Regions from separate parts of the Zea mays genome. Here regions 2 and 3 are each linked to region 1. Evidence: chromatin contacts called from public Hi-C data. All regions are on one chromosome and are shown on one strand. Each heading gives the region's core, a stretch centred on a gene start, on an enhancer-like site or on the middle of the called end of the contact. The rest is flanking DNA. Distances are from core to core; before and after follow the strand shown. Region 1 has its middle 42 kb from the start of LOC118473372. Region 2 holds the start of LOC100280708 (calcium-binding protein). Region 3 holds the start of LOC103638745 (probable E3 ubiquitin ligase SUD1).

Region 1 (2,985 bases), core at 187-2,686:
TTGCTGAGAGATGTTGGTCCAACACACAACGTGAGACTTAAGAGCCGCTCCAAATGGGTGCTTGCTGCTGCACTGCACCTGGAAAGCGGGGAATGCCGGCTTCCAAAAGATCCAGTGCAGTTTGAAAGAAAAATGACAAGGAATGGGCTATACGTCTCCTTTCGTGGAAAAAAACGAGTATGCATCTATGGGTAGAGGTAGAGCGGCAACTGGCACGGCGTACCATTTTCTGAAGCTGATGGTTTGGTTGCTGAACCGTATCGTTTGGTGCCGACTCCTTTTCAGTTCAGGGGACAACAATGCAGCGCCGGCCAGTCACACGGTGTTTTGGTGGCAACTTCATCGATCTCTTTGTCCCCCAGCGATTTCTCCTAAACTTTTCTCCTTATATGGTACTATATAGCCACGTTAACAAGATTTCCTCCCCTATATTCACTCTGTTCGTAACGATTCCCTTATATATCCGTCTACACGTAAAATATATATATATCAATCCAACTAGCGTCAAATACCTTTTTTTTTCAATTTTGGTTTTGTTCACGTACAAATCCATTCAAAAATTGAGTTTCATTTTTTTTAAAAATTACAAATATAATATTCATACATTAGTGTGCGTACGTACAATTAAATTTTTTAAATTATTTTTCGAATTTTTCATAATTGCTTAACTGAGCATATTGGTGGCGCAACGTCTTGGATTACTTCGTTCGCTGAGGTGCCTGCGTACCAGAATATCTAACCATCGTTCCCATTATGTGTGGCTGTAAATTCCTCAAGACGGTGGTCTGTATGAGTTTTTCGATAGCTCGTTTGCTTTGTGTGTCATGTTTATTACCGGTTCCTGAAAAAAAGAACCCATGCTGAGTTGCACGCGTTTAATTTCTCTCTCTCTCCCCCTATTGAATGAATAGCTAGCTACTTTAGGTACTCCCTCTGTTTTTTTATACATGACGTTTCCTAGTTCAAATATGAACTGTTGGCCGTCAAATATTTAGAACCGGAGGTAGTACAAAGCTTGGTTATAGTCTTCTCTCCTGTATTTTTCACTTCTCCTTTTGGCTTGTAGCTATAACTCAGTTTATTTTTTATGTCTCGTAAAGGAAGAAACCCGCCATGGTTCAACTAGTTTTTTTTTGGGGGTCGCCCTTCTGGCTTTGTAACTCATGTTGATCCTAGTGATGTGTCTAAATAAAAAAATGTTTTCGTATACCGAATGAACCGGTGTAATGACTGTTTTCAGGGGTGGGGGCCTACAATATTCCCTCTGTCCAAGGTTCGGCAAGTGCTGTGCTGTGGGGTTGTACAACGTTTCTGACTCGAGACTTTGGATCAAACCTTTAGCGCGTCTGCTGAGAAACAGGTGCCTACCTATCTACCATCGCTGTCAAGATCAAGCATAGTCCCGAACTTAACTTTGTTCCGAATGCGCGCGCGCACACACACACCTGTGCTGTGCTACATTGGGTTTCGTGGGCAAGTATTGTGTGGGTACTGTGTGGGGGTGGGTCCGTACTGTTGCGTTGGCTACTTCCCCGGCCGGAGGGAGCTCGTCAGCTCCCTCCCTCCCTTCACTTGGGAGTTGGGACATGGCAGCAGCATTTGATTCGCGCCTCTCGCGGGCAGAGGGGACGGGAGGGGAGCCATTAAAGCGGCGGCCCTGGCAAACTGTTGCCTCGGCTCAGCCTGGTCCTCTCGTCTCCACGTTCCGGTTCTGATTGGCGCGGAAGATCTGGTGGGAGACGGACGGAGAGCGTACTAAAAATCCTTCCCCACCCCATGGCTCAGGCTCAGGATTCAGAAGAAAAAAAATCACATCACTCTTAACAACTTTCCATATACAGCCAGCCATACAGGGTACTACTACTTAGTCTTGGGCAGAACCAACCCATGCTAAACACGCGTACGTCTCTCGTCTTGAAAGGGGCTGCCAATTGCCATGCACCCTTTTTTTTTGTTCCAGATATGTTGTGAGTTTTGCATTGGTAAAACATTCTTTCGAAAAAGAGAAACAAGAAAGGAGCAACACTGGAAGGGGGGACTGAAGTGGCTGTTTCGGCCATGCTCTCGCTCTGAAACAAGAAAGGGGCGTGATTGATGAGCAGTCAATACGGGGTGCAGGGACGGACAGCCAGACAGTAGCCTAGTCAAGTGCAGACAGACGGACACACAGAGAGAGAGAGAGAAGCGAGCGAGCGAGCGAGCGAGCGAGAGGCAAGAAAATGAGGAGCAAGGACCTACACGGATTGGCCGCTTATGGAAATACTCACAACTCAGCTTGCTCGCATTTGATTCCCTACCAGCCTGCTGCTGTTCACGGTGGGCAGACGCCAGACACAGCGCTGCTCAGAGATCCAGCACAATAAAGCTCTCGCCTTGCCCTGCCCCGCCGTCTTCCTTGCATCTCTCTCTCTCTCTCTCTCTCGGGGGTAAAATTAAATACAGGCTTCCCGTTTTTACATCCTGCAATGGACGTGCTGCGCGCCTGCGTCTCTCCCTTCGCGTACGAGCCTGCTTGGTTACTTTGAGCAAGGCTTGTGGTCAGGTCTGTAATGGCTTTTTCATCTTGGTCGCTTTTCCATCGTGGAGGTGAAGGAGAGAACGTTAGGCGCACCTACCGCCGGCTGGCTTCCCGATCAATTGGACATCCCAATCCCAATCCCAACTGCGCCTTCTTGGGCCAGCACGCCTTGGTCAGTGGACAGTAACTGCGATTCATTGGTCGCTTTGACATCCCAAGTAGTGCTACTTCCCTTTTGTCTGTGAACTTTGTTGGGGGCATGCATCGAACCGGCTGGACTAGCTGTTTGTTATATCATTTGCTACCGCCAAGCTCAAGCCAAGTTTTTTTTCACTAAGTAGTTAAGAACCAAAGCTATATAATATTCGCCTTTTGTTTAAATACGTATCATTACAAGATAAAAATCAGTACATGGTCTAGAAAATAAGCAACAAAAAAAACAAAACAAAACTATGTTGAGTTGTTAG
Region 2 (2,985 bases), core at 216-2,715, 510 kb after region 1:
TCATCTATTCAGCTGATTCGTACAGTATTTTTTTTAGCTGCCACACGGTTTCTCCACCGATCGTCATGAGAGTTGGAGCCTCGAGAGCCCTGCGAAGTTCGCAACGGTCATGCGATGCAATTCGATCATCTTTTACAATGCAAACGCACGTGCGTACATTTTGTATGGATGCAGGTCAAGACGATGTTTTTTTAGTACGCGACAAGGCGTGGACGCAAACACTTTCAAGTGTATTTCCGAGTACTTTCAAAAAGTCTGTTAAACACCCGCTCTGAGCATCTATCTCCAAGACTCATTCTAAATTTCACTCTCTAAATTATATCTAAAATATCATTTAATTGAGCTGTATATTCTGTATGGAACAGAGGCCAGGAGATGTTTGTTTCAAGACTTTGCTTCACCTCGTTGTAATGCACTTCGTTGTAATGCACTTGAAATTAATATATCAATTTTTTTTCAAAAAAATCATTTAAAGAGTCATTTGCATTGAAACCACTTTAAATATCTTTTCTATTTCTAACATCATTTTTATATCCTATTTGCATTCTGGAGAACCATTCACGTTTTCTATATTTAGCTAGCGAGAAACCCGGAATGGAAGATGACCATATTTGATAACCATTTAGATAAGCTTTTGGAAGGTATTTTTTATACAAAAAATCTCTATATACATAGATTAGAAAGGATATAGAGAGTCTCTCGGAGTTGCTCAAGTTATTATTTTAGAATGCCATCCAAATAAAAGTTAGTGTATATATTTTATCTATCTTCTAACATTTCTATATATCTCATATACACTCGAGATCTAACATCACTTTCTACCTTTGGCTAGTAAGAAATTTAGAATAGGGTTTCCTCGAAAGGAAAAAGATTAGAATTGATAATGATAATATTTAATGGTCTAATGTAAAACTGTTTATTGGTACTTTTTAATAAAAAAATATTCCTAATAAAAATAAGAAGGACATAAGAGGAGTTTAAAGTTGCTTATGAACTACTTCCTTCGTTCTATATCTTAAGGTCACAAAAGTTTATTCTAAGTCAAAATTTTAAAACTTTGACTATTAATAACAAAATATTCATAAACATTGACTAAATAAAAATGAAAATGTTACATTTATTTTTAAAACATCTAGCATAATATATAATTTCTTTAATTTAAAATAATTATTTTTTAGATATTATTGGTCAAAGTTTTAAAACTTTGACTCAGTATAAACCTTCATTACCTTAAGATAAAAAATGGAGAGAGTATATAAATAGTATAGTAGGGCATCTATCTTATATTTACATATAAGGTTATTTTCAGCCCACCAGATATATGGCCGAACAAAATGCTATTTTAATTTGAATTAGAAGATAAAATAAGACGTAAAATATGTTAGACCACGACGTAAATAACTTGGTCACGCAGGTCTCTCTCAGTTCTGCTCTCAATATAAAGACGCCACAACCACAACCAGGCAGATTACGGGCCCGAGCCATCGTCATCGAGACATCGACCGACTCCGACTCCGACTCCATCCACGGTCTCCTTCCGAGATCCCTCTTCTCCTCCCGCCCCCGCCTGACCGCCTCCCTCCTCACTCCGGCCCCTTCCGCATGTCAATCCATGGGCTGATACTCGAAGTCAGAGGTGCCTTGCCCGCCTCCCTCCTCCCCGATCCTTCTCCCTCGTACCTACTGGTAGCTGATCGATCTCTCCTCCTGTAACCCTGCCTGCAGTCACCGGGTGCCGGAAGCTGCGGGACACGGAGTTCTTCACCCGCCAGGACCCCTACGTCGTCGTCGAGTACGCCACCACCAAGCTCCGCACTCGCACCTGCACCGGTTCGTAACCCCCCTCTTCCTTCCTCGGCCGCCCCGGCCGAGTCTTCGCTGCACTAAACGTGCACTGCTTCAATTGTTTTCATTTTTTTGTTATGTGGACGTCGTACCGGCGTCAGACAATTTCGCATACCCACCAACCCCAATTCACACCCTGCACAGGGAATTCGCCTGCATATGATGTTGATTGAGCTATTAAAACATAATATACTCGTTCAAGTTTCACTAGGTTTGGCTGCCATTGTGCAAACTCTCGGTATTAACGACGTGCTATGAGGTGGGTAGGTGAACTTGATGTGGGATTGCTGCTTCCTGCCTTGTTGCCCACTCTGTAAGACTCGGTAAGAAAAAGAAAGAAACCAGGCAACAAAAGCTAGAAAAACATTAATAACTACAAAGACAACCAAACAAACGGCCACAGAAGAGATGGCAAAGGAAAACAACAACTAATGGGAAAATTCACAGCGAATCTGCTTTGCCCATAGGTAATGAACGAATGCCATCGATGGAACACCACTTAGATATGGAAACTGCCAGCCGACCAGCTGGGCTGGTTCTTTCTAACTTCGCGTAATGTCTTTATGCTTAGTTTATGTATGATGTCGAATCTCTAGATGCCCCTAGCGGAATATTGGTACCTTTCAATCATCGTATTATGCTTGACTTTTGATCATTTAGGACTAAATTATGTTGGAACAAGTACCACCCACACCAATTTATTTGTGTTAATTCATCAATGGCTGACAACTACCGTCAAAACATGAACATACCCCTGCTGCAACTAATGGGAGCATTCACAGCTAATGTGCTTTGGCCCATAGATAATGAACAAATACCACCAATGGTACACAGCTTAGATATGGACACCACCAGCCTAAGTTGGGCTGATTCTTCCTAACTTCGATAATGTATTTATGCCTACTTTATGTATGCTGTCGAAAGTCTAGATGGCCCTAGCGGAATCTTGGTTCCTCCCAATCAGCATATTATGCTTAACTTTCCATCATTTAGGACTAAAAAATTATGTTGGAACAAGTACCACTCACACCAATTTATTTGTGTTAATTCATTAATGGCTGACAACTACTGTGAAAACATGAACATACCCCACTGCAACGAAAAGCACTTACTTTGGGCACTAAAAGAGCTTGTTTTTTT
Region 3 (2,985 bases), core at 274-2,773, 430 kb after region 1:
ACCTTGTTTTCGTCCAAGTTCATGTTACATCCTTTGAACTATATCTATAAACACTAGCAAATAATGTTAGTCCAAATGATTATGTTGGTCATCAAACACCAAAACTTAACTATTAAATAGACCTTAGTCCATTTCCTTATAATCTCCTCCTTTTAAAATAATGACAACATAACAAAAACAAACAAATATGAGATTCAACTATCTATCCCAATAGGTATTCTATAGCACAGTGAAAGGACAACCTGATAGAACCTCAACAATTGTAGCAGGAAAAGAATTGTGTTTAGAAAATATATTATTAAGTTTATTAGAAATGCAATGAAAAGGAGCCGACCATATGTAATTTTCTTGAACGTACATTTCAATTTTCATACCGTTTGTTGAAGGTTGAACGAAGAAGGGAGGTTGCCGCTATCTTCGAAGAAGGAGGATGCAACTAGGTCGGACTAAACTCCGACACCGTCTGACATGGGATGGGGAGGTTTTACAACTTGGAAAGTACCTCGCAAGGGGCCTCCACCATCGCAGTTTTGAGCTTCATTGCCGCCTATGCGAGATCATGCCATCAATGGATACCACCTCCCACAAGGTCGGCCAGTTCCAATGTGATTAGGCTCAACAAATTTGTACGACAAATCTTGCTGGATGCATCTTAGCCACCGCCATGCCTCCTCCAACGCCACTGATGGCTCTCCTGCCACCATCGTCGCTTCCCTCCTCCACCAAAACCACGCTCATGAAAAAAAAACGCGGGAGACAACTCAGTTGCGCGGACGCCCAGTTTAGAGAGGAATCACTCACCAGAAAATAACCGTGTGTTTGGTTGCCTGTATTTGCTGGTGCTTGCATCGCGGGATGCAATGAGCTGGTGTTTGGTTATTGTCAATCAGGCTCTATACGTGCGAGGTGTGTGTTTGGTTACCTGCATGCAGATGTAGAGCCAGGCTCGCACGATACTCAAAGCACCCTGATACTCAAATCATCCTAAGCCAGGCTCTGCAGGCACGAGCAAATTGGTTGCATTTATGGAGCCAGGCTCCCGTCGGCCTGACTCATGCAGCCAGGCTACGTAGAGAAGCCAACCAAACAGTCTTAAATGGGAGAAGAGGAGCTGGATGTGGGCCACTAAGATTTTCGGGGAAAGAAAAGAGAGAGCTGTTGGAGAAAAAAATGATTCCTCTTCTAATATTGGTTTCAGGCTGGTTTACGACTTTATTTAAGTTGCTCCAAAGAAGAGCAATATCTTATTTAACTAATAAAGGTGTGATATACAAAAGGTAAACAAAAACATACTAGACATTATCCATAACAAAAGATAAAAAAACCAACCGTGCTTGACCCAAAAGATTTATTCTTCGAATAAACCTGTTATACACATATGGTACGTGCAAGTCTACTGGTTATAATAATGTTTAATGACCATTTTCATCCCGATATAGGCTTTCAATCACAGGAAAAAATATCAAAAGTAGCACTTTACCACCATTTTTTTCTTAAAAAAAGGAGGCGTAGCGTAGATTCTAGTATGTCGAGCTTGATAAATCATAAATAGAACACTCCGGAGGTCGGATCTCCAAACCGACACGGCCACACCCACGGACCCACCACCGGATCCATCCTATCGGGACCCGTTAAGCCGACCGCCAGCGCCTCGTCACCGGTGCGTCATTAAGGAGGCTACTAAAAAACCCACGTTTTTTCATCCTGTTTTCGCTGCAACTTCCCACCACCGCCTATATCCGCGTTCCCCCCGGGCGATCGATCGATCGCGGCTAACCTCGCCGCCGCCCCCATCGAGGCAGCCATGGCGGAGATGGCCGAACGGTCCGTCGCGGGCGAGCTGCCGGAGGAGCCGCGGCCGCCGCACGGGGAGGAGGACGACGAGGAGGAAGAGGAGGGGGACGTGTGCCGGATCTGCCGCAACCGCGGCGACGAGGACCACCCGCTGCGCTACCCGTGCGCCTGCAGCGGAAGCATCAAATTCGTGCACCAGGACTGCCTCCTCCAGTGGCTCGACCATAGCAACTCGCGCCAGTGCGAGGTAATATCGCCGCCGCCCCTGCCCTCACTCAGCGACGGGGACGCCGCTGGGTCGTTGCTTTAGGGATTGATTAGTTCGATTGCGTGGTGGAATCGATCGATTTAATGTTGAGCTGGTGATATGGGTGCTGTTTCTTTGATATGGCGTGTAGATTGGGTCAAAACTATGTTAATAGGCATTGATAAATGGATAAGGCTATTATTCTTGCCTTTTCAGTTGCTAGAATTAGGGGATTGAGGTTCGGAATCAGGCAATTGCATAGTTTTGATGATTATTCAGCTAGCAAATGAATTTTCATAATACTCCGATGCTCTTGTGGTTTCAGAGTATTTTCAGAGGCATAGTAATTCTGTTAACCTGCAGCAAGACTCATCTTGTGCTTCTTAGCAGTGAGACTATTGGCTTGATATTGATGATTGATTTGCAGTTTCAGTTGCCTTATGTTCTCTTAGGTCCCCTTTGTAACAAGGAAAAATGGAGGAATTCTATAGGATTGGAATCGTTAGAACAAACCTCCTCTTGAATAATGCATTTTGCTAATCTAGAGAAAATGAGCGAACAAGTGTTAGTTGGGGGTTCCAAGCACAGCTGTACGGCTGGGTAGTAATGGCTTGTATCGCCAAGGAAAAAAACATACTCATGATGATGATGTGTGTCTTGTTTGTCATAACTCCATTTTCTCTAGATAATTTCTGATTTATGCATCTGTGCACTGCAGGTCTGTAAACATGCATTCTCCTTCTCACCCGTGTACGCTGATAATGCTCCGACAAGACTCCCTTTCCAGGAACTGATTGTTGGTGTTGGAATGAAAGCATGCCATGTGTTTCAATTCATCCTTCGGCTTGCCTTTGTTCTCTCAGTTTGGCTCATGATTATCCCATTCATTACCTATTGGATTTGGCGGTTAACATTGGTGAGAAGTATTGGTGAAGCGCAAAGGC

Evidence for each region. A called contact is a pair of places that touch in the nucleus more often than the background predicts.
Region 2: a contact with region 1 is called in a Hi-C map of tassel, with 3 times the contacts expected there. The contact joins the promoter of LOC100280708 here to the enhancer-like site in region 1. A contact is called at or near these places in 6 of 25 Hi-C or Micro-C datasets (bundle sheath, ear, leaf and 1 more).
Region 3: a Hi-C map of ear shows a contact between it and region 1, with 2.6 times the contacts expected there. The contact joins the promoter of LOC103638745 here to the enhancer-like site in region 1. A contact is called at or near these places in 6 of 25 Hi-C or Micro-C datasets (bundle sheath, ear, leaf and 2 more) and 1 of 3 datasets of contacts at active chromatin or transcription factors (leaf).

Annotation. Positions count from the first base shown.
Region 1 is chr9:100,873,790-100,876,774 of Zm-B73-REFERENCE-NAM-5.0, forward strand. No RefSeq gene overlaps it. Among protein-coding and RNA genes, the nearest start is that of LOC118473372, 42 kb to the left of the region's middle. Within about 2 kb of position 1,437, at least 13 of the 20 cell types and tissues checked have an H3K27ac peak or open chromatin away from gene starts, as enhancers often do. A contact at or near this core is called in ear and tassel, where this site is marked.
Region 2 is chr9:101,379,989-101,382,973 of Zm-B73-REFERENCE-NAM-5.0, forward strand. It overlaps LOC100280708 (calcium-binding protein), which reads left to right and starts at 1,466. Exons shown (of 7, transcript NM_001153627.2): 1 at 1,466-1,636; 2 at 1,726-1,830. The coding sequence starts at 1,603.
Region 3 is chr9:101,300,651-101,303,635 of Zm-B73-REFERENCE-NAM-5.0, forward strand. It overlaps LOC103638745 (probable E3 ubiquitin ligase SUD1), which reads left to right and starts at 1,524. Exons shown (of 9, transcript XM_008661571.3): 1 at 1,524-2,041; 2 at 2,760-2,985. The coding sequence starts at 1,805.